Regions from separate parts of the Mus musculus genome. Here regions 1, 3 and 4 are each linked to region 2. The links are chromatin contacts, called in public Hi-C, HiChIP or PLAC-seq and promoter capture Hi-C maps. All regions are on one chromosome and are shown on one strand. Each heading gives the region's core, a stretch centred on a gene start, on an enhancer-like site or on the middle of the called end of the contact. The rest is flanking DNA. Distances are from core to core; before and after follow the strand shown. Region 1 has its middle 16 kb from the start of D730050B12Rik. Region 2 holds the start of Irx2 (Iroquois homeobox 2). Region 3 has its middle 48 kb from the start of D730050B12Rik. Region 4 holds the start of D730050B12Rik (RIKEN cDNA D730050B12 gene).

Evidence for each region. A called contact is a pair of places that touch in the nucleus more often than the background predicts. HiChIP or PLAC-seq counts read pairs in DNA pulled down with a chosen protein or histone mark. Capture Hi-C pulls out chosen DNA fragments and counts their contacts.
Region 1: a contact with region 2 is called in an H3K4me3 HiChIP or PLAC-seq map of embryonic midbrain, with 2.6 times the contacts expected there. The contact joins the enhancer-like site here to the promoter of Irx2 in region 2. A contact is called at or near these places in 1 of 484 Hi-C or Micro-C datasets (nephron progenitors) and 3 of 115 datasets of contacts at active chromatin or transcription factors (embryonic hindbrain, embryonic midbrain and embryonic stem cells).
Region 3: a Hi-C map of epidermal suprabasal cells shows a contact between it and region 2, with 3 times the contacts expected there. The contact joins the enhancer-like site here to the promoter of Irx2 in region 2. A contact is called at or near these places in 1 of 39 promoter capture datasets (hippocampal neurons), 10 of 484 Hi-C or Micro-C datasets (the C2C12 cell line, cerebral cortex, cortical neurons and 5 more) and 3 of 9 other capture datasets (embryonic stem cells, liver and pancreatic islet).
Region 4: a promoter capture Hi-C map of adipose tissue shows a contact between it and region 2. The contact joins the promoter of D730050B12Rik here to the promoter of Irx2 in region 2. A contact is called at or near these places in 3 of 39 promoter capture datasets (cranial neural crest, liver and stem cell-derived epiblast-like cells), 10 of 484 Hi-C or Micro-C datasets (cortical neurons, embryonic fibroblasts, embryonic stem cells and 3 more), 7 of 115 datasets of contacts at active chromatin or transcription factors (embryonic forebrain, embryonic hindbrain, embryonic midbrain and 1 more) and 2 of 9 other capture datasets (adipose tissue and embryonic stem cells).

Annotation. Positions count from the first base shown.
Region 1 is chr13:72,798,863-72,801,942 of GRCm38.p6, forward strand. No RefSeq gene overlaps it. Among named protein-coding and RNA genes, the nearest start is that of D730050B12Rik, 16 kb to the right of the region's middle. Within about 2 kb of position 1,314, at least 7 of the 459 cell types and tissues checked have an H3K27ac peak or open chromatin away from gene starts, as enhancers often do.
Region 2 is chr13:72,627,535-72,630,234 of GRCm38.p6, forward strand. It overlaps Irx2 (Iroquois homeobox 2), which reads left to right and starts at 1,286. Exons shown (of 5, transcript NM_010574.4): 1 at 1,286-1,779. The coding sequence starts at 1,528. Gm20554 (predicted gene, 20554) reads right to left here and starts at 1,030. Exons shown (of 1, transcript NR_030701.1): 1 at 1-1,030.
Region 3 is chr13:72,767,610-72,770,642 of GRCm38.p6, forward strand. No RefSeq gene overlaps it. Among named protein-coding and RNA genes, the nearest start is that of D730050B12Rik, 48 kb to the right of the region's middle. Within about 2 kb of position 1,727, at least 9 of the 459 cell types and tissues checked have an H3K27ac peak or open chromatin away from gene starts, as enhancers often do. A contact at or near this core is called in epidermal suprabasal cells, where this site is marked.
Region 4 is chr13:72,815,503-72,818,202 of GRCm38.p6, forward strand. D730050B12Rik (RIKEN cDNA D730050B12 gene) reads right to left here and starts at 1,261. Exons shown (of 4, transcript NR_046196.1): 1 at 1,102-1,261.

The DNA.
Region 1 (3,080 bases), core at 64-2,563, 170 kb after region 2:
TGTGTGTGTGTGTGTGTGTGTGTGTGTGTGTGTGTGTAGTTAGGAATATAGAGTAGTGAGTTGCCAGACATGGGTGCTGGCAACCTAACTTGGGCCCTCTGCAAGAAAGATATGAGCTCTTATTCATTGAATCCTGTCTCCAACCCTCAAACTGTCATTCAAATTGTCTGGCTTTATGATTTTGAAGCCAAGAGCAGAACAATTTAAGCAAAGTTTTGCTTTTTGTGGTGTTTGTTTGTTTGTTATTTATGTAGTCAAGATTATCAAATGCAAATCTATATTGCAAAGAAACTGACATTTTTCTTCTTTTCAATTTAAGGAAGCTACACCTTGGCATCAGTGTTAATTCTTCTCCCTAAATTCAGTGACGTATCTACACCAGAAAATTGTTTTTGCCTTAACTACAAATAAACACTGCTAATAATTTATCAAACACACTAGCTTTGTTTCAGGAAATCATGTTTGTTTGTGCTTAAGAGACTGGGATTTTTAGTTAAATACACGCAACAGTGGTGGTTAGAAACCCAAAAGTTTTGCTTTGCTTCAGTAGAACACATTCCTGTATAAAAACAAAAACAAAAACAAAAAAAACAAAAAACAAAAACAAAAAACATAAGAACAATTTTTAATCCCAAACTTCTAATGCGACAGTATTTAAGACACACTAATGCATTTTAGAGGTGTGGAATTGAACTGAGGCTTCCTTCGAGACACATTGCCATCCCTCTGAAGAGGTAATGCCTTGCAACTTCATGCTAAGGAACTGTGGCAGGCAGGAAAATATTAAGAATCTTTAATTACCACAATGAAGCTGTCTTTATTCCATAAAAGTTGGAAACTGCATGTTCGGTACAAGCACCTTGGCTCTGCAGCATTCTTTGTCATTGTATGGCACCTTAGTTTGAGCAGTGCAAAGTGTTCCTTTTGTGTGCTCAGAACGAAGGCTGCTGTGGTTCCATGATTCAACATGGACAGGTGCTGCCAGGAACACCTTAGGTTCATTACGAGTTTGATTTCAAATTAATGTTTGGTCACTGAACACTGAACATCCAGAAGCCTTCAGCCATTGCCAAGTTTTTCACATCCCACCCCAACATTCAGTTTTAAGGCCCCATATGGAATTATGACCTATGGTTTAAAAATCTTTGCCCTAAATCATTTAGTCGAGGCTGCCTATTTAGCCTGTCTTCTATGTCATGCTGTCCTAGGTTAAACTTCAAATAGGGAGTGAGCTCTGCACACAGAGACCCAGCTGGGCAGCAAGAGCCGGGTAGAGCAGCTGCCCCTTGCTGTTGATAGCTGTCTAGAGCCTTGTGGCCCATGTCTCAGGAAGGTGGCAATCAAGGCTAATCAGATTTGAGCAGAACAAACATCTCCCGTGGGCTTGCCCCTCTGCCAAGTCGCCAGTTACACGGAGAATAGTTCTATTGTTACAAATCTGACAAGTCACATTCTCCCGCCCACGGTCCTGTTTCCCAACTAAGATCTTAAGACAGTGCTTGTTCTCAGGGATGGTCACAGATGGCTGGGCACGATGACACCTTTAAAAAAAGAAAAAAGAAAAAGAAAAAAAAGAAAAAGAAAAAGAAAAAGAAAAGAGTCTCAGTTTCCTCAGAGGGTTTCTCTGCAATTCCAGTTCCCTAAAATATCAGTTATTAATGCTAGCTAAAAATTTCCCCAATTACACTTTTGATTTACTGTTTAAAATGGCCTTTGCTGTCTGGAGAAGCTTGTCAGCTATTTGTATCCTCTGGTTAGACTTGTGAGCTTGGCAAGAACAGATTCTGCTTATTTCCCTTCGAAGCTCACGGAGCCTAATGTTTTCAACTTTGCTTAGATTATTGTTTTGTCATTAGAATTTGTTTTGGCTCCCTCCCAGCTCTTCCATCAGTATATTATAATCTCACAATTAAAATGTCTAATTTATTTCCTCATGCTCCTTATGCTATTGAAATTGGCTAGCACTCTAGAAGGGATGCCAAAGCCTTAATAGGTACCTAGGTAACCAAACGTTCTCTGCCCCTTATTTGTTTATCCTTGCTGTCATTATACTAACCAAATAAAATATTTAACCTATAGTCAGATGGAAATTAATTTCCCTTTATTTATTTTAGAGGGAAATTACTTTCCCTTAAATAAAGATACTTTTATGATTTCTCATTAAGAAGGAAATACTGTCTTAAGATCTAACTTCAAGGTGATAATTTTAATAAAAAAGCACATCTTAAAAGATTTCTTGCAGTTGTAGCTAACAGCTTAAGGAAAAGGAGAATTGTTTATCTTTGGTGCCCTTTTAGCTTGGCCTGGCTATAAATTACTAACCTGATACAAATATTTGTATTAATATTTTTTTAAATGGAACTTGAATTTTAATTGTGTTTCTTTACCTCTCGAGCTCCCACTTTGCAAAGCTTGGTTGGTCTCCAATATAAACGTTTAGAATGAACTTAAAACTAGATGTGATTGTTCACCCAACAGCAGATGGGACTAACTCCTGCCAGGCACAGCCACACCTATGCTTGGGCTGAAGGTTCAGTGTTGGGTGTGATTAACAAGGCTCTCTTCATCAAAAATCCTGCATTAGGCTTCTGAGCTTCCCAGGCATCACTGATTTTGAGAACTGTAGGCTGGCTAGGAGAAGAGTCAATGCCATCAGAGATCCGAGACCAGCATTTATCTTCACCCATTTATTCTGCCAATGTTGACTGTGGTCCTGCTATGAACTGGGCTTTTCCAGTGCTGTAGAAAACTACAGCTGCCTCCCGTCTTCAAGAGAAGTTCAATCCTGTGTAGACAAAGAAGAGGACAAGCCAGGGTAGGGGCAGAGAGTTAACCCCACTAGCCAACAAGACCATATGTTATTAGTGTGTTTATTCAGTCTGCTTCTCAAAATAAACCTTAGTGGCTCCACAGAGTAACGCTTACTTTACCTCTCAGAATCCTTGAGGTAGTCTGGATCTGATGGACAGTTGGCACCTGGACCTCTCGGACTATAATATCAGCTATTGCTAGAACGGAATCACCATAGGCGCAGTCAGCCAGTTCTTTATGATGTCAGTCCTCAGTGATAGAAGACAACT
Region 2 (2,700 bases), core at 36-2,535:
TACCTAGCAAGCTTCAAGGAGACACCTGTTGGGCGGGCGCCCCCTCCCGGGCCAGCTCACACCTGACCCCTACGAATCCCAAGCGCCCCCCATTGACGCTCCTTTACATCCAGCGTACTAGTGCCCATCCTGGCCATCGACTCCCCTCACTTGGGGAAAGGGAGCAGGTATGGTCGAGAAAGTTTAGGGGCTGGGACCTAAGGGCTCAAGGGACCCGCGAGTCAACTCCTGGACCTCAGGTTACCTGAACCACCTCACGACTGCGACACTTCACAAGCTGGCCCATGTCCTTTCGGGAAGTGGCAGTGGATACTCTAGCAAAGTCAAGTCAGCTCTCCTGACAGGAACCTCTCCCCCAATTTCGAACAGGCATTCAACTTAACAAAAGAAAACAAAAACTCTTTTTGGACCAGAGTGGCGTTTGTTGAAGCGAGTCACTCACTGGCGTGTTCCAGACGTTAACGGACATGATGTTCCTAACACGGCCTGAAATCTTCTCTGTGGACTTGGACAGAAGCCTCACCACGGGGCCTCCCACAGCTTCAAACCGAAACGCTCAGATTCCGGGTAGATGCTTGGCAGCCCAGGCACCAGGAGCAGGAGACCGGACGGGAAGCCACACGGGCAGCCTCAGCCTGGAGTACAGGCGGACAGAGGACTGTAGAAGTGGGATGCCCAGGCAACTCTGCAGGTGTCTCCACACTGCCCTCCATCTCCCTGCGGTGTCTGCCCTGGACACCGCATGCGACCTGGGCTGCTATCTTCAGGGTGATGAGGGGTGCCCGATCCGTATGTTCTCCAGGTGGATCGGACCTGGCCCGACTGCAGGAGGCCTTTGCTGACCAGTGCTAGGCGAGCAAGAGCGCCGGCAGTGCCCGGATGGGGCCCCGGGAAGGAGAAAGGTGGCTGGGCCAAGGCGGGAGTCGGCGGCGGGGTGCGCGGACGTGGCTGAGAGGATGTGCCAGTGGGAGGGGGTGAGCGCTACGCCCAGTTTGGCCAGGCTGGGCTTCACCGCTGCAGGCTGCGGGCCGGGGCGGGAGTGGAGAGAGGCCGCTGCGCGACAAAAGCCTGCACGTCCCTCCCTCCAGCCTCTGGCTGCCACTCCTCCGCCTTCCCCTCCACTTCCCACCCCTCCGCTCTCTGCCCCTCCCCCGGCCTCAGCGGGGCCTCGGCGGCGGGCGGAGCAGGGGAGGGGCGGGCACCAGAATATGCAGATGAGAGTGTGACGGACAGCTCGGCGTTCCAATGTCCCTCGGAAACTCGAGCGCTCCTTCCTCAACTCCTCACTCCTGACTGCAGACTCCCCCAAATCCCGACCGCCGGCCTGGCGCGCGGCTGCGCCCACCGGCTCCGCGCTGCCGCTACCGCCGCCCCGCCGATCCTCCAGCCCCGCGCCCAGCCTAGCGCCCACCAGCCCAGCCTGCTCCGGCCCGCGGCCTCGGTGCGCCCCGGCCGGGCGTGGATGGAGGGCGCCGCGCGCGCTGCCCGCTGCTCCGTGTGACGCGGGCCCCGCGCCCCGCGCCCACCATGTCCTACCCGCAGGGCTACCTGTACCAAGCGCCCGGCTCGCTGGCGCTCTACTCGTGCCCCGCGTACGGCGCGTCCGCGCTGGCGGCGCCGCGCAGCGAGGAGCTGGCGCGTTCGGCGTCGGGCTCCGCGTTCAGCCCGTACCCCGGCTCGGCGGCCTTCACAGCGCAGGCGGCAACCGGCTTCGGCAGCCCGCTGCAGTACTCGGCGGACGCCGCCGCCGCCGCGGCTGCCGGCTTCCCGTCCTACGTGGTAACTGCTTTGGGGTGGGGGCTGGGGAGACCCGGACCAGGGAGTGAGTTGAGCTGAGCGCTGGGGACGCGTTGCGGGTGGCAGCTCCAAAGTCACCAGCACCCGTTGCCGCACTAAACAAGGGACGGGACTGACCTGCAGAGCTCGTAGGCTGATTTCCCTTGAGCTCGTGCGAAGTGCTACTCCACCCGTGCCTGGGCCAAGAGTAATCTCTAATCCGCGCGTGCCGATTGCTGGGGCTGCGAAATCTGTCCACTGCTCTCCGCGTGGTTCCAAGCTGAGGGCCCCGGCTGCCCAGGCCTCTAGGGCCAATGCCGCAAGCTTTGGGTTTCTTGGCCAGACTGGTGGCGGCGGGGTCACGGGGTGGGGGGGTGGGGATGCGGGTGGGGGGGGGGTGGGGTGGGGATAGGCTGAGCCTGTGGCTCTCGCCCTAGACCCAGGCCGAAGCTCTTTAGTGTTGGCCGTTTTCTGTCTCGCTGACCCGGCTTTCAGGGAAAAAAAAATAATGTGTTAACGGGTTTGGGACCCGCTAAGTGCTGCCAGAGTTCGTAGTAGGCCTATGGGTTCCAGCTCCGTAGATCCGGGATCTGTCTGAGCATCTCTGAGTTCTGAAAACAGGCCCCGCCAGAGCGGGTCTTGGCAGTTTTGGGGTGTGTGAAGACATTGTGTATGGGCGGAGGGGGTTTGCTCTAGGTGGAATTCCCTGGGTAGGAACCAGGCCTTGGGAAAAGGTTACAAACCTCTCCTAGTTAAACGTTAAAGGATGAATTAAAATGCTAATTACTACGTAGTTGAAGAATTGGAAACGCTGACTGGCTTCTGAGTTGCAAATTGGATTTACTCTGCTTTAGAGGGTGAATAGCGGAGTGGGGTTCCGAAGTATTTTTTAAGCTACATAAGGGAGGGAAGGGAAGGAGGGAG
Region 3 (3,033 bases), core at 477-2,976, 140 kb after region 2:
ATGAGCAGAACATTGTGAGATGTGCTGTTAAGACATGGATAAGGGAGGGAGCTATGGAGGGAGGGAGAGGGAGAGAAAGGAGAGTTAGGAAGAGAATGAGAAAAGTAAAGAGGAGGAAATAAAGGAGGGGAGAAGTAGAGAGAGGTGGGAAGAGAGAGATAAGAAACAGGAAGAGGCACCATTGGATACATGGCAGAATCATGAGCAGTTTTCATGAGCAGCATATTGATAATTTAAGTAAATTAGCAACCATCTGATGCCAGAATTCCACATAAAATGACTCCCTAAGATGCATTTTCAGAAATCTGAAAATTTCCCAAACAATTACAGGGAGATCTGGTGACCAAAAAAAAAAAAAAAAAAAAAAAATCTTCCCATTAACCCTTAAGGCAAACCCAGGAAGCTGATCTTGCCTCTAATCGATTTATGTAAGCCAATTTTTAGTGAATTTCGTAACCCTAGCCATTTTACATACTGCGAGCCAACTGAGTGGGCCCGGAGGAAGCTCTCCTTGAGGTGGCTGGTCTGGGCACATCTGCATGAGGTGCAGCTCACTCCCTCATGGTAGAGACCCCAGGACAGAGGAAATGGATCAGGGGCTGCTCTTTGCAGGGGAACCTGAAAATCCTCAGAGCAGTGCCATAGAGAATACATGGGCCAAGGCTGTTAGAACCTTTTGTCTTCTGTTCTGTTTATGGTTCTTTTTCTGCTTACAGAGAGCACTAGAGGACAAGGTTGTGGAGAGAGGTGGCTCTTTTTACCCACAGTGATGGAAGACTTATGGTGGGTGTCTCTATGAACTGACATGCCAATCCCATAGACTGACAATGGAAATGATCCAAATACTTATTGTAATTAAGCCTAAGAATTATTCAAAGTAACAAACCTGTTTATGGTAAACACTGGAGACGTGTCCTGTGACATCACTCTCATTAAAGAAAGTGACTTACTCACATAACTGTAATTGCTTAGTAGCAGAAATCATATCTTCTGGTGCTCTTTATCCCTCCCTCTTTGCTCCCTTGTCCCAGCATGCACTGCACACATAAGCACCCTCTTGCACACATAGACACACATAGAGGAGTGCCCACAGGCTTCCTAAGGGAACTCAGTGTAGACGATCCATTTCTGAAGTCACTGTATGACCACAGGCCTAGTACGGCTGACTGGGCAAAATGTCAGATGACCTTGGCTGACCATGAAATCTTCCTGGGAAGTAGAAAATCAGACTCCAGCCCTACAAAAACCACAAACTGAAGATGCTCTCAAACAGAGCAGTGGGAACCAGAGACTTCACTCAGTTGAACAGAAAGCCTATCTAGTTTGTATCTTAAACACTGGTTACTCTTATCATAATTGTTTCCTATGGGTAACAAGGCAGAAACAATTAGTCTTATGCGGGCTGGTGGCACACCTGAGAATACATAATTGAGCCATTGCTTCAGACAATGTCCTTAAACATGGCTGACACACGACAGGACAAGTACAAACAGGAGCAAGCTGGCAGACAGGAAACTTGAAAGAACATTCTGGAAGGTGTTTTGCTGGAGGGGCTATTCCACCGCCTGAGCACTTCTGGGTCTTATCCCGGGAGGTTGACCTGGCCAACGGGTGTCACATGGTTTCCTCTGTGGTGTTTGCAAGGTGCCCAGGAGGGACAGTTAGCGTTTTTTGGTGCTATCAACTCAGAAGGCAATGTCGTTCCTTGTCTCTCAGGAGCGTGGGCAGACACTGCTGTTCCAGATTCAGAGCAAAGGGTGCCATCTGCTGAACCAAAGGCTTCATTTCCTGCAGCTGCAGCTGATCCCGGGCAGACTCCCAGCTGGGACCTCAAGGGGCTCTGTGGTTCCAGGGAAGCAATGGGACACAGAATGGAGGTAGCCAAGAATCAGCCATGGTGTCGGAATGATAAAGCGGGGTGGGGGATGGGGCTTTGGAAGCAGATGTCTTGTTTTTTGCTACTTTGGAAAACGGTGATTACACAAATCTGACAAGTAGAGTCCACCTCACTGAACCAGCTGTGGAGAGGAATGTCCACCCAGATGGTATGTGTGAGTGTGCATGTGTGTGTGCATATATGTGTGTGTACAGGTGTGCATGTGCTATGTATGTGTCTCTATGTTGGAGTGTTGTCTATGTGTCTCTGTGTGGAAGTGTTGTCTATGTGCTCTATGTGTGTTTGTTATCTGTGTGTCTGTCTGTGAGAAGAGCTGTCTGTGTGTCTATGTATGGATAAGAGGGTGCTGTCCATTTATCTGAGTGTGAACAGGTGCTGTCTATCTGTCTCTGTGTGTGTGCTGTCTATGTATCTGTTGGGGGTGTCTGTGGGGGATTGGTGCTGTGTGTGTTTCTGTGTATGTCTATGTGTATGCGTATGTGCTATCTATGTACCTGTGTGGGGGAATGGGTGTTATGTGCCTCTGTGTGTGGATGTGGTGGTGGGGGGAGTGAAGCTGTGTGTGTGTGTTTGTGTGTGTTTGCATGTGTTTGCATGTGTCTATGTGTTTATGTCTGTGTGTGTGCTGTCTGTGTTTGCGGGAGGGATTCTGTGTGTGTGTGTGTGTGTGTGTGTGTGTGTGTGTGTGTGTGCATGTGGCTGTGTGTTTATGGGGGCCTCTATCTGTGTCTTGTGGGGGGATGCAATGTATATGTCTGTGTGTGTAGTCCAGGGAACTCTTGCAGTAGCCTCCTTGTTTGTAGTTAGTCACAGGTGCTAGCACTGCCTCACTCAGCTGCCCCCGTCTCTGGTGGAGATGAACATGGTACTCTGCTAGTGAACTCTGATCATTCTCTCATTTTATTATATATTAAAGGGGTACCCAGTATTAGGCTGACTGGCTCAGTGGGTAAAAGCTTGCTGAAAAATCCTGACAGCCTGAGTTCAGTTGCATGGTAGAAGACAAGAAATGACTTCCACAGTTATCCTCTGACCACCATATTTGTGCTGGGGCATGCATGTGACACTCTCACAAATACACATGATAACAAAAAAAAAAAAAAAACAAAACATTTTAATGCCCCCCTCTGGGAAAT
Region 4 (2,700 bases), core at 11-2,510, 190 kb after region 2:
CTCTTCCCTCCCCTCCCCTCCCCTCCCCTCCCCACATCTGCACCAGTAGCAGCCTCCAGGTCCAGCCAGCTGCTTGTGCAAGGGGGCAGGGCTCCACCTTGTCCTCAAAGGGGCTGAGATAAAAGGATTTCTCCCATCCAGAGGCAGGGTGCTTTGTGAATGTATTGTTATTTTTTACTTTGCTCAGACTGTACCACAAGCTGGACCTTAAAACCAACAGAAGGCAAGCTGACTGTGGACCCTGAAGGAGCCAGTCCCTGGAGATTGTCCTTCCAAGGACTTTGCTCCAAGAGCAGTCTTCTGTGAATCTGTAGCTTTTGCCTGTGAGTCTGAGAGTCACAGGACACACCGACCCAGCTTTGCCTCCATGGACGCTGGGTCATACTCTGTGGACACATGTTCCCTGCCCTGTGAGACCTGGTGCACCCCAAACACACACACACAAAACCAAACAGAAAAATAGCCTTCCTAGACCCACCACACAGGCCACTGCTGGGACTTTGAGACAGTTATTAAGTCTCAGGAGCCAGAGGGAGGCACCAAATAGAAACAGTCACCCTCATCAGAAACACTGAAGAGGAAGGCTCAGGAGCGACTTTAAACAAGTTGTTTTCTCGGCTGCTCTTTGTGATAAGGGACTCCCTCACTCGCTGTCAGCTAGTGCCAGATGCTGTAGGAGAGCAAGGCCCTTGAAGGAGGCGCAGCCTCTGAATTATTGATCAATGATTAGCAAATGCAATCGAAATTGTAGACTTGATGTTGTGCAGCGATCCATAATTTATGAGTGGACAAAATAGGAGGTAGCGGACGTAGCAGTAGGTGATTTCAGCTCCCATATTGATTACTTAAAACCACAGGAGGTAAGTGTACTGTGACAAATGAACAAAAGCCGACAGCTCCCCGGCTGTCCATCAGCGCAGCCGCGAGCTGGGGAATACTGCGCCCGCGGAAGCAAATGCATTGCCATTGTGTCTCTTTGATCGGTGTGCTGTTCGACCAGACCAAAGGACATATTTGTTTATAATTTATGTATTCTCTCTATAAAAGATTGATAGTGGCCTATTAGATACTCTGGTATCTAAATATCCAGGTAGTTTGTACCTGCGACAGCTGGCGAGGTGTTGTGAAATAATCCAGGTTCGCAGCGGCCGAGAGATGTGGGCGCCTTTCAAGAAGTCCACGGACAGAGACAGGTGCAATGTGAAATGTGCTGAGTAGAGGTTACAAATGTCCGATTCTCACCGACAGTAGCTGGTAATCTGGGGCAGCGTCAGCAGGTGAAAGCCCTCGTTTTCTGGGAAAGGGCAGAAAGGGAGATTCGGAGAACAGTCTTTGATTCCTGAGCTTATAGAATGTGTAATCATAGTCGCAGTTCCAAGTGTGACAGGAGGCAGGGAGGTTACCTAAGGGCAGCAGTGTTCAGTGGGTGTGGAGGCGGACAAGGAACAGGGTCGGGAGTCTTTACAGCTGTCACACCGAGGTGGGCAACCCTGTGGCCAAGGAGAAGAAGCCAGGAAGCTATAGAGGAGCACAGATCCCACAACTGGCAATCACTGACGGGACCCCACAGCTACCTGCTAGTTGTTGATCCTGATAGCACTCAGTCAGGGGACGGAAGCAGCAAGGGGAAGAACAGGGTGTGACTTCCTTCTTGCCTAGGACCTTAGCTTCAGCGCAAGCACTGCTACGTAGTACTTAAGCTTGGCCACTCTCTGACACAGGCCTGTTCTCCTCTACCCTCCAGCCCAGGTTCGTAAGTGGGGGCCCTGAGGTTCACCTCTGTGCATTGGGACAGACCTGGTCTGGCCATGTGTGGAGATCCCTGAGACAGGACACAGAATCAGTGTGGAAGTCACTACTCATGCCTTAACATTGTCGGCTCGTTCAAATGTGACAGATGTCTCTAAGAACTCTTATTTAGGTTTAGACTTACTGTCTGTGTATTTGCTTGCCTGTTGTCTGTTTTGTTTAAATTTTAGAGATAGATTAAAAAACAACTCGGGGAACTGTACCACTTTCCCCACCCCTGAGTTAACAAAAAATAGAGTTGGAAATAGGGAGAAAGATGTTTTAACTCACTTTGCTGCTTAAGGTCTACAAACCCTTAAGAAATGCAATACTGCAAATGACCTTGGCCATCCTGCTGAAAACACTGCTCCTTAGAGCCATTGTGAACCTGTGACTGACTGATAGAAAAACATCCTTGAATTAAAAGGGAATTGCTCCCAGAGCCTCCCAGATCAGTTAGAGACTCCTGCCCTCTATTGTTGTGAAAATGTAAAACAAACAAACCGAAGGCTGTTCTCGCTGCAGCCTCCTGCTTCTGGAAGTAGTTTCTAACTAAAGGGAACTCTTTGGAGCCAGAGTTTACAGAAAGCAGCTGCATACTCCTGTCCTAATTATTGTAAGAGCCAGAAAACCTAGACACCTGCCTGGCACACCTGCCTCATGAACCTCTGAGCTTTCAAAGATGGAAATAGGCCACACACCACCACCCTCCCAGCACCCTGCAGTCTGCACCACAAACCAGGACCCACCTCACCACACACGTGGCCCACACATACACAGTGGCTTGGGACACATATACACACACCACGCACCACACCATGCCTGGGCTTCTCCCACTGTCAGCACTAAAGGCTGTGGCTTGGGAATCCCGAACCACAGTAAATACTGTGTTGGGCTTTGCTTGGTGTCTAA